Linked DNA regions of Mus musculus: all the other regions are linked to region 3. Evidence: chromatin contacts called from public HiChIP or PLAC-seq and promoter capture Hi-C data. All regions are on one chromosome and are shown on one strand. Each heading gives the region's core, a stretch centred on a gene start, on an enhancer-like site or on the middle of the called end of the contact. The rest is flanking DNA. Distances are from core to core; before and after follow the strand shown.

The links. Promoter capture Hi-C pulls out the DNA fragments that hold promoters and counts their contacts. HiChIP or PLAC-seq counts read pairs in DNA pulled down with a chosen protein or histone mark.
Region 1: a promoter capture Hi-C map of liver shows a contact between it and region 3, with 2.2 times the contacts expected there. The contact joins the enhancer-like site here to the promoter of Rassf4 in region 3. A contact is called at or near these places in 4 of 39 promoter capture datasets (the 3T3-L1 cell line, liver, pre-B cells and 1 more) and 2 of 115 datasets of contacts at active chromatin or transcription factors (bone marrow-derived macrophages and embryonic stem cells).
Region 2: an H3K4me3 HiChIP or PLAC-seq map of neural tube shows a contact between it and region 3, with 4 times the contacts expected there. The contact joins the enhancer-like site here to the promoter of Rassf4 in region 3. A contact is called at or near these places in 2 of 39 promoter capture datasets (liver and second pharyngeal arch cranial neural crest) and 4 of 115 datasets of contacts at active chromatin or transcription factors (embryonic forebrain, embryonic stem cells, forebrain and 1 more).

The regions. Positions count from the first base shown.
Region 1 is chr6:116,258,764-116,262,056 of GRCm38.p6, reverse strand. Washc2 (WASH complex subunit 2`) reads right to left here. Exons shown (of 31, transcript NM_026585.3): 29 at 2,801-3,293; 30 at 1,389-1,566. Among named protein-coding and RNA genes, the nearest start is that of Zfand4, 3.8 kb to the left of the region's middle. Within about 2 kb of position 1,341, at least 5 of the 459 cell types and tissues checked have an H3K27ac peak or open chromatin away from gene starts, as enhancers often do. A contact at or near this core is called in liver, where this site is marked.
Region 2 is chr6:117,129,210-117,132,490 of GRCm38.p6, reverse strand. No RefSeq gene overlaps it. Among named protein-coding and RNA genes, the nearest start is that of 2810048H02Rik, 22 kb to the left of the region's middle. Within about 2 kb of position 1,655, at least 10 of the 459 cell types and tissues checked have an H3K27ac peak or open chromatin away from gene starts, as enhancers often do. A contact at or near this core is called in neural tube, where this site is marked.
Region 3 is chr6:116,671,833-116,675,263 of GRCm38.p6, reverse strand. It overlaps Rassf4 (Ras association (RalGDS/AF-6) domain family member 4), which reads left to right and starts at 1,428. Exons shown (of 11, transcript NM_178045.4): 1 at 1,428-1,540.

The sequences.
Region 1 (3,293 bases), core at 92-2,591, 410 kb after region 3:
CTCAGCGAGGGCCTCACCACCTGGAACTGCTCTTTCTCTCTTTCTGCCTTCTTTTCACTCTGGATTTTAAGAAGAGTAAGAATGTACAAACAGAAATCCAATATAGGATGCGCTCAGAGCGCACATCTCAGTGGTAAGAATGGAGTCTGGTTCCACTCATATTAGTGCTTCAGACTCAGCTTAGCTATGCTCTGCTGCTTACCACGTAATTTTATCAGCAGGGTTCTACTGCATCAAATTCATCCTGTGTACGTAAAGACATAATGAAAGACCATGGCATTATCTATATCAAACTAGAGATCTAGATTGTCAATGTGCTAATGGCTAACACAAAGCAGTATTACTCAAAACACTGAAATCAAACACATTTAAACTGACTGGAAGTAGAAAAGGTGCACTTGCTTACTACTATTCCTATGTAAATCACAGTCTTAGAGGATGCACAGCAAACTTAACACTGGCTAGCTTTAAAGCTTTAATCCCTCCACTTAACAAAATGTTCTAAATCGTATGACTGCCACATAAGCATGTATTACAATTTAATAATGAAAGAAAGTCATGCCTGTAACCCCAGCTAAGATCAGGAGTGCACAGCACAGGCAGCCAGGGCCACAGCAAGATCATGTGTCAGAAAATGAACAAAGGAAATAAGCAGCCCAAGTCTCTTGTAACTCTGTGCTGTAAAGACAGACATGTGAGGACGGAGCCCAAAGTCTGCCAGGGAGACAGAGTCAGCGTGGCTCTGCAACTCAAAGCCCAGGCCTGGAGGGACAAAGAGAGGACGTGTGTATTTTGGGCTTCAGTCTGGGTTGACCAACACAGGATGTATCAGGAGGCAAACTTTATAGCTATCAGCATCTGGCTTGCTTGTTAGCTGAGGAGTGGGTACAGCGTGTTCAGATCAGCATCTGGCTTGCTTGTTAGCTGAGGAGTGGGTACAGCGTGTTCAGAAACACAGAGGAACCCAGGGAGCTGCCGAGTCTCACTTGTGACTTCGCGGCACAGCCCTGCTCTCTGTTACTGACCCTCCAGTCTCTTGGCTGCTGTCCCTCATTGTCCAGCTAGAATCCTGACTCAACCAGCTTCATGGCCTGCTGATAGCACATGGAAGAAGTTTCTGATAGACTCTCCTTTGAAAGTCATTGGTGTTGTCAGATGACAGCAGAAGTTAATTTCTTCTTCAGGTCAAGTGCTGAGCACCGTCTTAAACCTTGATACTCACTCAGCATAGCCTATGGCTGCCGCATGAAAATGACTAGTCCACCTACATATCATGTGCTTAGACTAACAGCAAGGAGAACCTACTGGGGAACAAAGTGCAGGAAAGGACCAACATGACTGACAGCAAACAGCCCCCAAGCAGTGGCGTGATCTAGATAAACACTCACCTGTGTCATCATCAAACATGGACTTGGCTGCAACTTTCTTTTTGGACTTTTCTTTGGGTTTTACAGTTAAGTCAGCGAAGATATCAATATTATCATCAAATAAGTTGGGCTCCAAAGTCCTCCCCTTCTCTCTCTTTTTTGGAAAAGGTTTAATTGCTTCCGTAGCAAATATATCATCCTAGTTAAGTCCAAAAACAGTTTATTCTTTGTTGTAAATAAACGCATTTTTAAAACTAAAGTAGTTCAATAATTTATAGAAATGCACTGTCAAGCACAGTCTCCCCTGAGGACTGCAAGACACTCCCCCAGGTCTCTGCAAAACTCACCCTCGCCATCTGCAAATGGCAGCTCTGCAGTGAGGTCCTGAGGGTGGCCTGGAGAGCAGCGTCCCACTGCACCCAGCCACTCTGCCCCACATAATGTTCGTCGTGACATTTCATGCCATCTGAGATCACCTTCACCACCTGCTGCTCAGTTTGGATCTCGGGCCTTGAGATGTCAGGACAGAACACATGCCCTGGCTATCCTGCTGCACGGCGACCACTGTGCTCATAGACACCTGCTGAACAACTACTACAGTTTACTGTCAAAACTCGGCTAGTCAGGGTCCCAACCAGCATCAGCGCTTAAACACACAGCTGTGCCGAGAGAGGTCATACATGTCACAGAATGACATGCCAACAAAGCTGACCACAGCACCATTCTACAAACTCTTTAAAACAGCAAACAAAAAATAATGAAAATCATGTACACATGCTATGCTAATGCTATGCTAATGCTATGCTAATGCTATGCTGGTGCTATGCTAATGCTATATGCTAGTGCTATGCTAATGCTATGCTATGCTATGCTATGCTATGCTATGCTATGCTAAATAAAAAGGCCCAGGGCTTATGCTGTGGTTCCGTACAGCATCTGCCTAACACGTACTGGGTTTTGAGCTCTATCCCCTGCACTACAATAACATTTTTAAAAATAATCCAACACTTATAACAGATTAAAGGCAGCAAGAACTACCCCTGGGGCTGGTGAGATGGCTCAGCAGGTAAGAGCACCCGACTGCTCTTCCAAAGGTCCAGAGTTCAAATGCCAGCAACCACATGGTGGCTCACAACCATCCGTAACGAGATCTGACTCCTTCTTCTGGAGTGTCTGAAGACAGCTACAGTGTACTTACATATAATAAATAATAAATAAATCTTTTTAAAAAATTTTTTAAAAAAGTAAAATAAAGAACTACCCCTGGATGAAACAAACCACTTCAAGTAAATTTTAGGGTTATTAACAAAGAGATCGAATTGTGGTTAATAAGTAGATAAGAGGCATGCACAAAACACACAACATAAACTATAGTTCAAAAAGCCAATCAGCTATTTTCCTTAAAGGCCCAAACATGAAATAATTTGTGTTACCTCAAAGATGTCATGAGTTTTTGACACACTGTCTTGATGGCTGTCAGGTTTCCTCTCATTCTTTTTGCCTCTCGGATCTGCAAAGAGATCCTCCTCATCTTCAAGGAGAGGGAAAGGGTTTCTGTTCTTCGCTGCTCTCGGCTTGACAGACTGGAAAAGATCCTCGGTGCTGCTGCCCTCACTGAGATCAGGAAATGCCAGGCTCTTCTCCTTACGCCCTCCTGACGAGTGGGACGGGGGCTCCCCGGCCATGACGCCTGCTCCCTCCACGGACTGTGATCCTCTGCTCTTGGGAAAGATGTCCCCTGAATCAAACAGGTCAGCCTCGTTTCCAGTCTGAGGCCGAGACTTTACAAAGAAGCTTCTGTCGGCTGCAGATAAAACAGGTCCACCTTCCCAAGGTGGGGCCGTGGCTGTCTCAGAGCTGGTCTGTCCACTGGCCATCCTGGGCTGCAGAAGAGGTTGATGGCCGTTTGGTAGGACAGGACTACTG
Region 2 (3,281 bases), core at 406-2,905, 460 kb before region 3:
CAAAGTCTCTTCCTTAGCTCCAGGGAACACTGTCAGAAACAAAGACACAAGTCCAGAGCAGTAAGAGGTAGAGAGGGAATGTCTTCTATCAACTACAGACTTCTAGTAGACACATATTTCATATAGGCAAAGACCCTCGAGCAGGAGGCACATAAACACTGCACAGACTTTATGTAGATGAATTTAGACGAGCCATGACCATGTGGCACCACGGCTGTTGATAGTCAAGCTATGGTTTTAGACTCTTCACATGTTTTATTTCTTTATTACTGATGATGGGTTTGGAGAGGAAGGAGTCAACTTCAGAATGATCCAGGTTGATCCAGGGTGCCCAGGAAACGCATGAATCCTGCCATGTCATAACCAGGTTAAGATGGAATTGGACCAGACACCCCAGACTTAGTGTTCTAAGTGCAAAGCAAGCCAGGGCTCAAACTGCCTCAGGGTGTCCAGCTTAGAGCACCTTCCCAGAACTAGACTTCATTCCTCACTGGGTTAACCTCTGAGTCTCAGGCTCACATCCTCTGTCTCATTCATTTCTCTGAGTATCGCTCCAGACATTCTCCTTTGGGAGAGACTACCCATTGTTGCCCCAAAAAGCATCAAGTTCCATCTCTGCACATTAATCTGATGACTGGCTGGGATTTTTCTGCTAAAGGATTGTCATGAGGATGGTGACACTCCTGTTTACATATCCCTCTTCCTGTGGGAGTCATCCAGCCGAGGCAGCTGCCTTTGGTACCATCACCTTATTGCCTGAGAAATCCAAGAACAGAGCAGTGCCACAAACACATGTTCTGTCCACCCCGACTACACTTAGAATTTCTCTCAGAAATTCTGCCTGCTTACAATTGCTTCTGAATCAGATGCACAGATATATCTGCATTTGTATGGGTCACAGATCATAGGCCTTTCAAAGGAAGAGAAAATGTGATGGAGAAAATTAGGGGCCAGTGACTAATGTCAGCCGTATAACTAACAAGCGGGGGACAGAGCACTCGAGAGCTGTTTAGAGTTGGGAGACAGCTAGCTGTTGGATGCTTCTCTAGTGTGTGAGACTTAAAACTCATCTAGCTTGCAGATTGTCCTGGGCTTCAGTGCCTCCCCATACCCTCAGAATCTGCAAGCATTTGTGTGTGCTGGGGGTGGGGTGGGGAGGGCCTTCACCAAGACAGGGAAGATGTGTGAGCTCTGACCAATCCATTACAGCGTTCATGCAGAGAAACAACGGTGTGTCTCAGTCATTGAAATGTCATGTTTTCAAGTTGTTTTCCCTCCTTTCAAGCCTCAGTCAGCCTCAAGATCACTGCAAGAAAAGTTTTCCTTCAGAATGAGTGGGCTCGAATGCATTGTGGGAGCTGTCCGGAAACCTCAGGAAAGTCCATTGCAGATTCGTGCTAGAAAGAAAACACAGACGGGCCGATGCGGGTGGTGGTGAACAGAGGACTTCTCCGTGTCACAATAGTGTGTAAATCAGATCTAAGGATGAATGGACACATCCGGTGGTGTCGCCCCCACTGAGTTCTCCGCATTTTCGGGGAGACATGGAGTCTGCTTGCACATCCAAGGTGTCTGTTAAGCAGCCAAGGGCAGTGCTTACAACAGAGCCTGGAAGTTTTCATTTTCGTTTTTCTTCTCAAGTTTACAGACTGTAGCAGGGGCATCACATGATAGCCACACATAAATCAAAGCCCAGGCTCTTTTCTGCTGCGCTTCGAGGCCAGTTCCAGCCACTAATGTTTCTTTCTCGTTCATTCATCCATTCCGAGAGCATAGAGGAGAGCGTCTGGCTCCTGCTGTGTGTGCCTAATGCATAAATTCACAGGAGCTCACGCCTGCTCACAAGGGTCTGTCAGGAGCCGAAACAGAACTGGTCATTGCAAAATGCAGGTGCTCAAGGTGAAGCTCGGCCCAAGGTGCAAAGGACGAAGGGAGTGTGTATCTGGGGACTTAACCGAGTGTGAAGCCAGTGTCAGACTAACGGAGGGTGTGAGGAGCATCCTTCGAGGAAGAAGGGCAGCGAAACCAGAAGCACAACCTGGCTCTAATATACAGTAATTGGAGGCCATGAAGGAGTCACCCCTCCTGTACCCCCTTCATATATCCCAGGGAGGCTGAGATATACTCAACTGGTGCAGGTTCTGACTGCTCCCACCCAGTCCCAGGGCACACATGGAGGTATGTCACAGACAGGTAAATGCCGCCCTCTAGGTTCCCCAACTGTCCATTTGTCTCTCCTCCAGCCCCACAGCCACCCATGCTTTTCTGATGCTCTACGCTCGCTCCAAGCTCCTAGGATTTCATTGCTTTTTAATTTTTTAAAACTCTCTGATTTTTTTTGAAGTTCACCTTCAGTTTCTGCCTTCTGGGAATCTCTGCAAACCCACCTTCCCACTCTGAGAAACCTGCTTCCCCTGTCATATCCCATAATAGCCATGACATGGGATATGCAACATGCATGATACAAATCAAAGAGAGGAAGAGTCTTGGCTTTGGAAACACCTTCCCTGGAGCCCTCTTCTCTGGCAAGCCGTCAAAGGCACTGCTAAACCCAGCCCAGCCTCAAGAGCTATAAGGACGAGTCTCGATGCTGGTTCTGTTCCCCAGACAGCTTTCACGTTTTGACACTAAAAACTCCCTAAGACGGCTGACCCTGATGTTTACCAGAGTCCCACTTCTGCCACCTCATTGCTTATTAAGAAAACAAGGTGCAGCATCAACTTGGGCGTCCCTGTGCGTCCACTCAGGGGTGCACCATTTGTCAGGCCTAGTGCTGATGGATGGGGCCCACGGAAGAATTCCTCATCACCCCACCCCCACTGCCTTGGTGGCCCTTGCTGCTCCTCTCCATAGGGTCAGTCTTAACAAATGATTATTATTTTGGCCATAAGCCCAGTGACAAATATGGCTTCTGTCCAACAGCTTCAGGCAGGAAGGAGTCTGCTATTTCTTCTTCACCCTGATGCTGTAACTTGATAGAGGGGTAGAGGGGATGCAGCAGAGAATAGTTCCAGACCTCAGGCCCACAGTCTTCTCTCGTAAGTTGGCAAATGGCACTCAAGAGACACTACAGAACTATCTGCACTGTGTCCATAGGCCAGAAGCACAACCTGGCTCTAATATACAGTAATTGGAGGCCATGAAGAAACATAGGCAAGGGCTGTTGATGGGATGGAAGGGAACTGGTTACTGGGTCTCTTAGGGAAGTCACTCATGAGGGGTGAGTTCACTTTTTAGAGTATGTGATAGTTAGCCATGGCCCAGCCCTTGCCAGGTGTGGG
Region 3 (3,431 bases), core at 179-2,678:
AAGGCAGTTTGTTCTCCAGAGAAATATAAGCATTTAATCAAGGCAGGCTAGGGCTGTGGAGCAACAGCAGACCAGATCAGCAGCACATGTAAAACATACAAGGAGGGCTCAGGACACCTGAGGCCTATGTCCCAAGCAAGGTGAGAGAGACAACAAGGTGAACTGGGGCAGAGAGCACGACTCATGCTGGAGAGCCACAGGGAGACTCGCCCTCCCCACCGGCTGTTGACTTCTTCAGTTGCACAGGGGTGAATTGGAGAAGTTGGGAGTTACGGTGGAATTCCGTGCTTTTGGTTTGTCAAAACTTTTCGAAGCACCCAAATAATGAGCTCAGTTCTGATGCTTTCGGGCTGTGGGAAGAAACATGGGTTCCAACAACAGGTCACCAACCACAGGAAACCCTAGTTGGCAGAGAATGGATCACTCTCTAAGAACACGAGTGAAAGCTAAGTTGAAGAGGGACTGCAGGCTGGTCATTTTTAGCCCGCTGCAGGTAGGGAAATAGACAGAGAGTCTGTGACACAGGAAGTAAAGGGCGGAGCACAATCTCTTTGCCATCTCTTCGCCGGCCATAATTGGCACGGTGCGCTGCATTGGGGTCCAGAGACTCTAATGCCGTCTGTTTTCAAATACGTGAGTACCTACACTTTTAGAAGTCCCACTTCATACTCTAAAACGGCCCTGTGACTCTAAGAGGGTTAGAAACCAGGGAATGAGCCGAGCTGAGATGACTTACTTTGCGAGGGAGGGCAAGAGGTCCTGAAGTCAGGACTGGGAACCATGAAATAAAACAGAGTCAACAAAGCTCCCTTGCCTCACAGCCGCCCAGCTTCCCTAAGCTCCCAGCCTATAGCCTGGGGCTCTGCCTCAGCGCTGGCCAATCTCCTCAGAAAACAGCGACCGAGAGAGAGGAAACTAACTTTTTAAATTCACCAGCTCCTATTTTTTAATGTAGCTTTCTGAGAAGCCACAACTTTGCTTGCAGGTGCCACCTGGACAATAAATAAATGTCCCAGACTTCACGCGCGCGAACACACACTCCACCCTCCCTAGGAAGCGCACAGTAGTAGCTGTAGCGCCTGCGCAGAGGTCTTTGTTGAAACCCAAGTATCTGCGTTACCCAGGCTCCCTGGCCTCCGCCTGTGTAGACCGAGGGCCCCTGGGGACCCACTCCTACTGCTTTCTCTTTGCGTCCTGGGGTGCCCTCGAGGATTGGGGACTTAAGTGATGCGCGAAGCGCTTAGTGGTGTCCGTAAAGATCGAACAAGTGAGCAAATGCTCGGGGTCTACTTGAGGGGCATCAGTACCAAGCACCCTAGAAGGAAGAGATGGGCTGATAGGCAAAGCAGTTGACCAGAGAGAAGGGGCGTGTCCAGGGCGGAGAGGGGCGTGTTCGGGGGCGGGAGGAGGTGTGTCTAGGGTGGGCTGGGACGGACTTGATCCCTGCAGCAGATGCAGGGCTCTTGAGTCCGTGCAGGCACAATTCTAGTGCACGCGACCTCTCTTGCTGGTGGCCTCTGGACCGCGCGATGACTGAACGGTGAGTGATGCTCAGACTGCAAAGGTAGTGGGCATCCTTGGAGCACCCTACCTTCGACCCTGGGGCCGCGATCAGGCAGGGCGCTAGAGCCTGAGCACTTGCACCCCCAGCCGCAGTGCGCGAGTCTCCTCCCCCTGCCAGCCTGGCGCACTGCGGGCTTCCAGCCAAGGGCTGAGGGTGGCAAGGCGCCTAACATCTCCTAGATAAGGTACTTTCCGGGCAAAATCTTAGCAGGGCACGTGAATCCAACGGCCGGCTACACTTGTGCTCACCTCATCCTCCTCTCAGCCAGCTTCCTAGAAACACGATCTTAGAGGCGGGAAGAGGGTTTCAGCAAGACCTTAAGATTTTACAGCTGGAAAGCCAACGCTAGGATGATTACTCATCCAGACACTTGTTTCTCCGTCGCTGTTGGTGCGGTGGGCCATAACCAAAGGGCTACACAATATGCCACTCACGTATAGTTTCAGGGCTAAACTCCACCTGTCTCCTGATTCTTTGGGGCCCGTTCTCTTCTTTGAGATCTCCGGCACCTCACTATCTCTCTGGAGCCTGAAGCCCAATGTCGACAGTGTTTATTGTGGATGAAGTCCTAGGGTCATAGTTGTTTAAACTGGTGATGAACTCCAGATTGAAAATAGAAAGGATTTGACAGGGTCATACAATGCAGTCAGGGTAAGCTTTGAGCCCAGACCTTTGGGGAGGCTGGGTTGTTTAACCTAAAAGTATGTCGAAGAAAATGCTTGAAATTGTCTTTATTTATTTATTTATTTACTTACTTACTTACTTACTTATTATTGAGAAACAGACAGATGCACACTCACTCACACACCAGAGAGAGAGAGAGAGAGAGAGAGAGAGAGAGAGAGAGAGAGAGAGAGCGCATGTACATGTGTACCTGTGGGTCATAGTGGCTGTGTGCAAGACAACTCTGTGGCATCAGTCGTTTCTCCCCGTCCGCTTTCCTGTGACTTTTGAGGATTAAACTTAGGTCCTGAGGCTTTGGCAGCAAGCGCTTTACTCATAGAGCCTCCTCACCAGCCCTTGAAACTGTTTAAAAGTAAGCTATCAGCACTAGGAAGTCGCTGCAGGCCTAAAGCTTTTGCTGTTTCCCCAAACTTGTAGTTCCCCGAATCTCCTTCCTGCCTATGGGATTTCCCCTGGGACAAACCCTGAGATAGGATTGGAGCCCTGCCACCCCCTTGCTTGACCTTCGGTAGCGAAGATGGGCTGTGATATAGTCCCCTAGTTGCCCCAGGGACACTCTATACCAGCTGCCACTACAACTAGCTAACTCAAGGCCTAGAGGTGGCACAACAGTTGAGGTCACACACCAAGTCAGTGACAAAGAAAATCTCAGCCAGCATGGTTCTCAGAGTCACTGCAGCAGACATTCTCAGCCTGGGATCCAGGGCAACTGGACTCAGGCATCCTGATCATCCTCATTCACTCACGCTTCTCTCTCTCTCTCTCTCTCTCTCTCTCTCTCTCTCTCTCTCTCTCTCTCTCCCCTTCTCTCCCTCTCGTGTGTGTGTGTGTGTGTGTGTGTGTGTGTGTGTGTATGCATGCACAGTCACACTCACCCATTTTTCTTGTTCGGGGATGATGGTGTTATGTTTTCAAAGGGATCCATGTCCCAAGGGATTCTAAGACATAGCAACTGGTCTCCAGAGAAACCTCTCCCAGCATCTGCACATGGTGCACAGACTAGGCCAAAGGTCGCATGCGTGTGGCAGATATTACAGTGTTGAGAACAACCTGGCAGCCAGTACCAAGTAGTCAGGGGGGCTGCTCAGCTGGGCTGCACTCCTGGACCCAGGCAAACTGAGTATCCATTTGGCCCCCATACCATAGCTGGGAGGATTCCTGTCTCCATGAATGTCTCTTCCAT